2 separate regions of the Danio rerio genome follow, and region 1 is linked to region 2. The links are chromatin contacts, called in public HiCAR-type maps. All regions are on one chromosome and are shown on one strand. Each heading gives the region's core, a stretch centred on a gene start, on an enhancer-like site or on the middle of the called end of the contact. The rest is flanking DNA. Distances are from core to core; before and after follow the strand shown. Region 1 holds the start of gab2 (GRB2-associated binding protein 2). Region 2 has its middle 27 kb from the start of sacs.

Evidence for each region. HiCAR-type assays count read pairs that join an accessible place to other places.
Region 1: a contact with region 2 is called in a HiCAR-type map of caudal fin, with 7 times the contacts expected there. The contact joins the promoter of gab2 here to the enhancer-like site in region 2. A contact is called at or near these places in 4 of 18 Hi-C or Micro-C datasets (caudal fin, embryo, hematopoietic stem cells and 1 more) and 2 of 4 datasets of contacts at active chromatin or transcription factors (caudal fin and embryo).

What each region holds. Positions count from the first base shown.
Region 1 is chr15:10,782,079-10,786,759 of GRCz12tu, forward strand. It overlaps gab2 (GRB2-associated binding protein 2), which reads right to left and starts at 3,062. Exons shown (of 11, transcript XR_012390630.1): 1 at 2,822-3,062. It overlaps LOC101883715, which reads left to right. Exons shown (of 3, transcript XR_012390627.1): 2 at 1-341; 3 at 547-621.
Region 2 is chr15:10,618,492-10,623,609 of GRCz12tu, forward strand. No RefSeq gene overlaps it. Among named protein-coding and RNA genes, the nearest start is that of sacs, 27 kb to the left of the region's middle. Within about 2 kb of position 1,405, at least 7 of the 62 cell types and tissues checked have an H3K27ac peak or open chromatin away from gene starts, as enhancers often do.

The DNA of each region.
Region 1 (4,681 bases), core at 1,812-4,311, 170 kb after region 2:
TGCCGCTTTTAATTACTTCTCTATTTCTTTAAAAATTGTTGTGTTTTTGTTATTTATTTGAACTCCGCTTTGCACTAAGTTATTTAGCCTATAGAGACCCTTATTTTGACGCGCGGCTTGCCGGAAGTGGTCAGGTGCGCGAGAGCGCGCAGATCACGGAAGCAGGGAGATCGGAGAAGCGCGCCTAGCACGAGGGAGAGCGCGATCGCTTGTACAGAGAAATGCACGGAGCTAAAGTTAGATTTAAGGACTGATTTAAAAGAGATTTAATGCATATTTGAGTTTGTTTTTTGTTCTGTTCATCTTCATTGTTTGAACACCTGGTTGGAAGGGAGAACAAGGTAGATGAGGACATTTTTTATACATATTGCTAAAATTTGATGCATTTGTTGGCTTGCTAATAATTTAAATTGCTATTTTATCGTAAAATTAGTCATATATTTGCAGATACTTTATAATATTGTCACTAAGTTTATTGTTTTGTCTTATTATGTGAATTTTTATTCATTATATCTTTTCTATTTGTGTTTATTCATCTGTTCTTAGCTCTTACGGTGTTGTACAGTCTTTAAGGACGGCAAATGCAACAATAAAGGCACAAAGGAGGACAGTGCAACATCAGTGCATGAGTTTAATCCTTTTATTTCTCCAACCGGGCTGTTACAATCACTTTAGACATTACGCAAGATAATCATTCAAACTGCTCTAAAGTGACGTTTGTAAACTGCCAAAGGTTTCTGCTGTTCTGACGTCAGCTGCAGATGTGAATGGCGGAAGAAAGTAGTTCCTTGTACAAAAGAGTTTTTGAGAGTCCCCGTGTTTGAATACACACAATTTAGCTGTCGAACTGTTGTATAAATGCAATATCACACTCAGAGCTTATTTATACACAAAATTTTGCTGTTGAACTGTTGTATAAACGCAATATCACACACGTAGCTTATTTATACACACAATCATGCTGTCGAACTGTTATATAAATGCACTATCACACTCGTAGCAAGATTACATTGTCAAAAATATCTTGGTTCACATGAAAATTCAAAAACTACAGAATATTCTATATCTGGCCAGTGGCCACATAATACGCTTAAATGGAAACACAATTTAGATGATTTGAGATTGCACATCGGTTCTGTTCTATGATCGGTAGTAATCTCAATGCGATGGCCAGAGGGCACTCTTGCACAGAAATACAGATTAAATTGAAATAAACGCAATATTGTGTGGTATGTCAGCAAACTACAGGTCTGTGTAGTAAATGCTGCTCTATCTAAATGCACCAGCTAATCATGGAACCGGCGTTACTGACAAAATGCAGACAAGTAGGCATGAGACGATAACAGTTTTCTAGGTATACCATGGTTTGGAAAAGTCAAGGTTTTAAAACCAAAATGTTTTACTATACCGTTCTTAAGGCATGTGTATGATATTTTACTTATGTTTTATTTAGTTTTTTTAGAACAACATATTTCCAGCAGAAAAAGAAATACTTTGTAATAGAAAAATAAATTTAGTAAAGAAATGCTATGCTGCTGTAGTGGAAACATAATACATGCAAATGACATCACCGTTTTCATTTAAATGAAGGTCAAAATGTATGGTGAGTAGACCGAAATGAAATCGCAATCAAGCAAAAGCTGCTATTCTCATGCACATCTTGTCAGGGAAGCACAGTTGTGTGATTAGTAGTAAATGTCCTTAAAAGGCCAGAGGGTGCTTCACTTAAAAAAAAAGACTTCAAATACCCATACAGTTGGGCACACAAGATTGAACTGTGTTCATGAATTTTACATGACTAATATAAGCAACTGAGTACTGACTCACCTCTCAGAATGTTTATTAAAGCTCTTGAATTAAGTTATGAAGTGAGTTTGGAGTAAAATGTATGTTATTAAATGTGATATTTTTACATGATTTCAGATGAGGCAGCAGCAGCAACAACACAGAGCCATATTCACAAAGAAGTTATACGCAGTTATTCTACATATTATTGCAGAACTATTCTCTTTTTAATCAATTATTAGATGTTTTAATCACCTGATATTTTGAACGTGATTATGCACAGCTTGTCAGTGAACTAGGCTCTATGACTAGAACCGGCTTTACTTACAAAATGTACATGAAAATCATCTTTAATTAATTGTAGCTAATAAAAGGGTAAACACTGCCTAAGTAACGTATCGTACTTTCTATTTCCATGATTACAAACTAAAAGTGTCACACAGAATAACATTTGGCCAATGACATCATATAACAGGTCATGTGATCATAACATTGCACCACCCACTCTATAAATTAGAATTCTAAAAAGGCTCTATTAAACAATCTTCCAAACCTTAAATTTTTAAATATTTACCACACAGCATTCCATAAACTAATCCAAACTTAGAACATCAACTGGCCACCTTTTGATTTTAGCAACTGTACACTTCTCAAATGTCATGAATAGGCTTCTATACTGCATAACAATACAACAGCAATCAGACACTGTGCTCTCTAAATAATAGCATCATCATATACATGTTAAACAAAACCAGTCTGAACTGTTTTGCTGGTCTCCCAGCCTAATCAGCTTGGTTTGGTCGCTGGTCTTAAATGGGCTTCATGCACTTGCTACTGTAGCATCAAAACAACTGCTTTGCTTCTAAATAGTCCAACTTAAACCAGCAAACTGTTAATAAACACATTTCAAAACAGTATTTTCTTTTCTTAGAACGACTATGTTGCAAATAGAGAGTTTGATGCTAAAAGTTGACAGTTTTCCTCCTCATTGACTCAACATAAACCACAAAATGAACATAGCGCTTTAAACACTCACATATCTCCGCAGCTTCTTCTCGGGCGGCGACTTTCTCAACCATCCCTGACAGATGATTTCTCCTCCGCTCATTTTACAGAAAGCAAAAAACACAATCAACAGCAGCAGATCAGTCTGAAGTCCTCAGATGCTGCGGGTCCATGTATGTTGAGCGCGCGCGGGGCAGTGCCGTGGATGCGGAGCTTCATTTACTGGTGATGGGACGCGTCCTGTGCGCGCTGCGGGACTCTGTGTAAACACTGCGGGCACGAACGCTCGAGTTGCTGAAGATGTAGGAAGTGTTGGTTGTCTGCTGTTTGTTTTCCCACTCACTCGCACATACACCACGCCCACTGTGTTCAAGGGACGGGACTCTTTCTCTTTGCTGTAGGGATGAACGGAGACAATGAAGCGCAAGTGTGGAGTTCGCCACACCGGCTGTTTTATGTGTAGTTGGTGTCTTTATTACATTACACCCTCTTTTGGTGGGTTTGTGTAAAGTTTGTAAGGGTGTCTGAGACGTTCAAATGTACTTTCGTGGACGGAATAACTCGGTGTTGTCAAATGAGCCGCAACAGAGCGCACTGAACGTGTTCTCGGGATTAGAAACAGCCGTCGGTAACTTCGCCCAATCTGTTGATTAGTTTGAGAAACACGTCACCTTGTGGACTGGTGTATGTAATGCACAATTTTGCTCTCAGTGCTGGTTGATTATTTACAAATAGTAGTTTTCATTACAAAAAAATATTATGTAAAATAGGCCTAATAATGTAACACACAGGCTAATTAGGGGAAAGCGGGTACGAAAGTAAAATTTTTCATAAAAAATCTAATTTTAAAACTGTTTTTAGCAGAAATACTAACCCACAAGAGTGTTTTATCAAAACCAAGTGCTATTTTGTATCGGTGTAGAACAACTTTAATATAACTTCACTTTAAACAAAGTTGCATTGTTACTTTTGACCCCATCGGTAAAGTAACAACTATATTTGCTAGATTTACTTAATCTTATTTATTTGAAATATATTTCACTATGACTTTGTTAGTATTCAAAACAACATATTTTGTCCTTTATTTTTGCAAAAAATATTTTTATTTTACATTTCAGTTCAATCAAATGATTCAAAAGCAAACCAAAACTGCAAAATGTTACAATTTTCTAAAATCTTAGTTATTTTCATCAATTATTATTGGCAATGTTAATTTTTATAAAAGATCTGAGTCCAAATACTGCAAACTCTAATGTGAAAGAAAAAAATAAGGTTTGTCTGTTGGCTGTGGGACATAAATAGCAGTGTTGCTTCCGTCCCCACAGGGTATCTGGCCATTTAAATCTGAAATAGAAAAAAATAAAATCAAATGTACTACCTTTTTTTTTTTTTTTTTACTGTATATTAGGGATGAAAACATCCACTGAATTAAACTGCTGTGAAATGCATCAGATCATTTGTTTTAATTTTTTAATTTTCATTTTTATTTATTTATTTATTTATTTTTTATTTTTTGCATAAATCTGGTAATCAACCTCGGTCCAGATCAAAACAACTAAATTGTTTAGAAAATTACAGGATTTTAACTCTTTAATTGTCAAATTCATAAATAATCACATTGATTTGGTGAAAAAAAACAAAAACAAAACACACACACACACACACACACACACTAAATGACATATCTTCCAATATAAAAAGTAAATGTGGACTGGATTTTTTTACCCTTTATCACAGTCTTGAGCATGTGAATGATTAGTAACAACATTGGCTTTGTTGCATTGTTAGATTGTTTTGTAATAAAAAAATTTTTTTTTGGTTACAATGGAAGTCAATGGGGCTTTTGTATTAGTCAATTTGACCGTTTAGTTTTAATTGCCCACAAATTCTG
Region 2 (5,118 bases), core at 155-2,654:
TACCAGCGATTGTCTTTCATAAGATCGCTGGATTTTACTCTCAATAACCATGAACCACAAATCCGCCATTTCTGGACTACATTTTCATACATGCTCTCCGGTCACACTCACACATGCTTCCTCATCTAGACTGATTACTCGCACCACCTGAGGATTGTCAGAAACTGATTGCACACACTATTTAAGCTACACACTCACTCATTCACTTGGCCGAGTCTTGTTAGCTGTATAGATGACATTACAACGCGTTATTCCTGTCTAGTTTTCCTGTGTTTTCGACCTAGCTTTGTATTCTTGTTCTCCCTGACTGCTGCCTCTCGCTTGTTACCGATTACGATTCTGGACTGCCTACACATATCTGTTTATACCTGTTGACCTTTGCTTGCCTGACGATGATTAAACCTGCATTTTTGGATCCTACCTTCAGTTGTCTGTGTCATCTCCCCGTGGTTACATAAACTTTGCAGGACACCGGCCCTCCAGGACCGAATATGGGCACCCCTGGTTTAGATGAATGTCACTGATAAGAAGATGATCGATATTTACTGTATGATGAACAAAATGGCCTTAAACACCCAGCAGGCACAAGACGTCAACATGCCGTCAGATTGAAATTGTACCCTAATGCCGTGGAGACGCTGCATTTTGTTTGGAAATGAAAATCCAGTTTAACATCAGAACTCAACATCAGGCCGATGTCAATGTCCAACGTCCAACCTAAAACCAACCAAATATCAACGTCTAATAATGTTACAGCTTGATGTTGTGTCGACATTACCACTATGACATCTATCAGACGTTGAATTTTGGTTGCCATAACTGATGAATAAATGTCAGTATTTGGCATCAATAGGATGTTGGTTTAAGATGTTGGCTCGACATTGGATTTTGGTCACTTTCTAACACCTAAAATCAACTAAATATCAACATTATTTGATGTCATTATTGGACATCAAAATAGTGTTGTCCTTAGACGCTGGCTAGACATTGAATTTTGGTCACCTGACATCACAACCTAAATCTAACCTCATATTAGCATCTGATGACATTGTGTGCCTGCTGGGCAATAACTAAATGCACTACAGAATGTTACGTTTACACACGCATCCACAAATTACATGTAAATGCATCAACTTTTACAGCGTAATACTCACTACTCATGGGTACTTTTAAAAGGGCTACTTTTTAGTCCTACTTTGAGTCATATTTACAACAGGTACTTTTACTCTACTCTCACACTACATTTTTAGGCAAGTAATGGTACTTTTACTTAAGTATGCTTTTTCAGTACTCTATCCACCACTGCCCACGACAAACTAATTGAATAGCCCTGGACAATAGTATGACAATGTCAGGAAGCTGTGTGTGTTGCCAGTGTTGTCCAGAAGAGGTCAGTGTGTGTTTGCTGGATGTCCCGACTGCAGGGGACTCAGGGAGTGGCTCTTTATCTGCACTGTCATGATCTAGACAAATAACTCACATCAGCCTGTTACTCAGCAGCACTAAAGCACAGCCTACATACTAACAGAGAGCACTGGAAAATACCAAGCTTAACACTTTAAAGTAGTACAATAACACACATTACATTATATAAAAGCTTACTGTAGTAAAAGATTGCGTTCTTGTGGGGCTTTTTAAAATGTTTTGTAGTTAGAATCACAACTTATTTAATCTAACATAATACTTTTCTTTTCTTTAGAAATTAACAAAAATTGTTTAAGAAATTTGAATGTTTAAAATGTGAAAGAACAGTTACGCTATTATAAAATAAACAAAAATTATTATTATTATTATTATTATTATTATTATTATTAATATTATAAGAATTGTACAAATATTTCTTTAACAATTTATATTTCATTATACATGATTGAACATTTGTGTTATTATTACATAACAATGTTTTGTAGTAGTAGTAGTTGTTGTTCTTGTTATTATGACTACCATCATCATTACTGCTATTATGCTTATATATATATATATATATATATATATATATATATATATATATATATATATATATATATATATATATATATATATATATATATATATAATTTTTTAATTTTTTTATTTTTTGTTATTATCCTTTAATGAATGGGTCATTCCCATTAGTTAACTAGAGTACAGTGGCAATAGTTTTGGCACATTTACATTTTATTACAATTAAAGCTATAATTATAAATTTTATAATTTATATTTACATACTTTCAGCTATAGATTAATAATATTTTCTTCCACAATTTGTTCAAGTTAATCATAAATTACTTTGATATGATTTATGATAAATAATATGATGTTATATTATATTTATTTTTTTATTTTAACGTGTGTTTAAACACAGCATTTTAGCATAATCATGGCTGATAATAAGACATGCAAACATTAAAAGAAACCAAACTGGATGTAAAAATTGCTGCTCGTTCTTGCCCAATTAGTAAATGAAAACATATAATCTAAGAAACATTTGGGGCTCTTTTTTTTTTAACAATCTTAGTGCAAAATCTAAAGCTGATGGCGCAAAAGAACTAATGGCATGTTCAAATCCACTTTTGCTATTTTATGGACGGAAAAAAAGTTCATGCTTATTTTAATGACTTATGGGTGTGCTTTGAGCATAACATACATTAAACCAATCAGAGTCTCATATTCCACTGCCTTTAAGAGTCATTTGCTGTGCACCCTGGTGCATTTGCTATTTACATGGCAGACTTTGTTAGCAGAAAAATTTTATATTATGAAATAATATAAATTTTATATTATGAAAACAAATATAAATATGCATATAATAAATACTTCTAGTAAAAATAACATTAAACAAATGTATATTGTCATGAATAAAGTGACAACAGAACCGGATTCCACCAAAGCCCTCTTGAAGAAGACACGGTGATGAAGGCAAAAAAACAAAAACCCTTGCACAATTGACTTTAGACCAGCGTCTAGTTCAGCGTTACCTAAACTCGGTCCTGGGGGCCAATGTCCTGCAGATTTTAGCTCCAGCTTACATCCACACATCTGCATGGATGTTTCTAGAAAGCTCAAGAGCTTGATTAACTAGCCCAGGTGTGTCTGATTTAACTGTGAACTAAACTTTGTTGACTCAAAATAGCAACACACCAACAATGCGCCTTAACACACCATCTTTTCAGACCAGCATGTCCATGTGGGCACAAAGTGGTGCAAATACATTTGCTTATTAAACAATGTGGCCCAAACTGTGACAACAATACCTGCACCAGGCCGAAAATAGCAAAAAAACACTTGTACGGCATTGCTCCGGGTGTATGATTGGGCCTCTTAGAGTGTGGCATAACCTGCAAAACAAATTAAGATGCATGGAAAAACATGTGCAAATAAATTCAGCTTTCCCACTTTTGTGACTGAAATCACCAAAGTGGCCTTAAAGATCAACTATATGCACTACATATTTACTTTTCAAAACATGGAAATTTGCATGTATTCTATCAGTGCTGCAAAATCTACTGGACACTTATAGCTTGTTTGTCAGGGTTCAAATCCATAACAGGGCTCGAAATTAACTTTCTTACTTGGTAGCACCAGTGCTCCCAATCTGAAATATTTAGGAGCACCAGAAAAAATTAAGAAGCACCCACCAAAAATGAATGATATATTTGACAAGTTGTATATTAAGGGATTTATTGTATTTGAAAACAACCTCAATTGGGACTAACAAAACCCAGAAACAACTATCTAACTAATGCTGTGACGACTTAATATTTGTGCAATAATTCCATAATGAATGTTGAATAATTATAAAATATTAATGATGAAGATCATGACAATAATACTAATAATGAATTATATTTCTCATCTTCATGCTGCCTTGAATGTGCTTTAATGTAAGTTATCTGCTATATAAAGTCCTACTATTTATGAAAAATAAATGTATATTTTTGCATCAAACACAAATGAAGCATTGTAGTAAGAAATATTAATTTTGTTCTATTGTTTTTATATGCATGTCAATTTAATAAATAATATTTCTGCTACAAAACAAACAAAATAATATAATAAATCATTCAATTCAACGCTGAAAGCTGCAAAGCAGTCATCAGTAATTAAATAGAAAAATGATATACACCTCAAGAAAGAATGGACAAAAGAACGGAAGAAAAGTCTCACTTATAAAAGTTTTGGTTTCGGTTCGTGTCGTTTTAATGCTCAGCCTCGTTACGTGCTGAATTACTTCTTTCTGTGTTTGCGGAAAAGCATGCGAGTCAGCCGGCCCAATATGAGGGGGGCAGAGCAGGATTCTCCCGATGACCACCGGCGCAATACTGTTCTTTGTTATAACCCGCATCAGTTTAAACTCAATAAAGGCGAGCTTCTTTGGCGATGGTGTTTTAGCGGACATTGGCGCTGTTGCAGCCTGATCTCACGAGGAAACGTATGAAAATGTTACGAATTGCCGTGAGACTGTGTTGGTTGAACACGCAGTGAATGCAACGCATCGAGATCAGTGTACTTTTCACTCTTTAGCCGTTTACATTACCCGCGGTCACAAAAGCTCCCTCCCTGTCATTTGACAGCAGAAAGTTGAGTAATTGACAGCTAATATGAACCAATATAGGGGCAGGGAAGACCGATAATACCACGTTTTTTTGAAAAAAAAAAAACAAAACAGGTCGCACTAAAACCATTATATGCAGTCGCACGAATGCTCTCAATATATATTATGAGGTCGCATAGCTTAAATTTCGGGCGCATATACTACCAAAATGGTCGCAATTTCGAGCCCTGCCATAATGTAATCTTTAAACTACTGTAACCAACTTGCGCTGAGCTGGGATTGAACTGGCGACTCTGCATGGGAGTAGGTTCCTCTAACAAGCAGACTAAAGACCATGGCCTCTAGCGTTTGTTGCTAGAACACCTTTAGAGGTCAGAGAATTGAGGATTACCTGCCTCTGTTACACTCAACACCTAAAACCTCAGTCCCATCCCGGATGAGCCCCCACATGTAACCCACCAATCCTACTGCACCCAACCAGTACTGAGCTGAGATTGCACCGGCGATTCTTTGCATGGGGGTTGGTTCCTCTAACAAGAAGGCTAAAGACCATGGCATCTAGCATTTGTTGCTAGAGCATATGT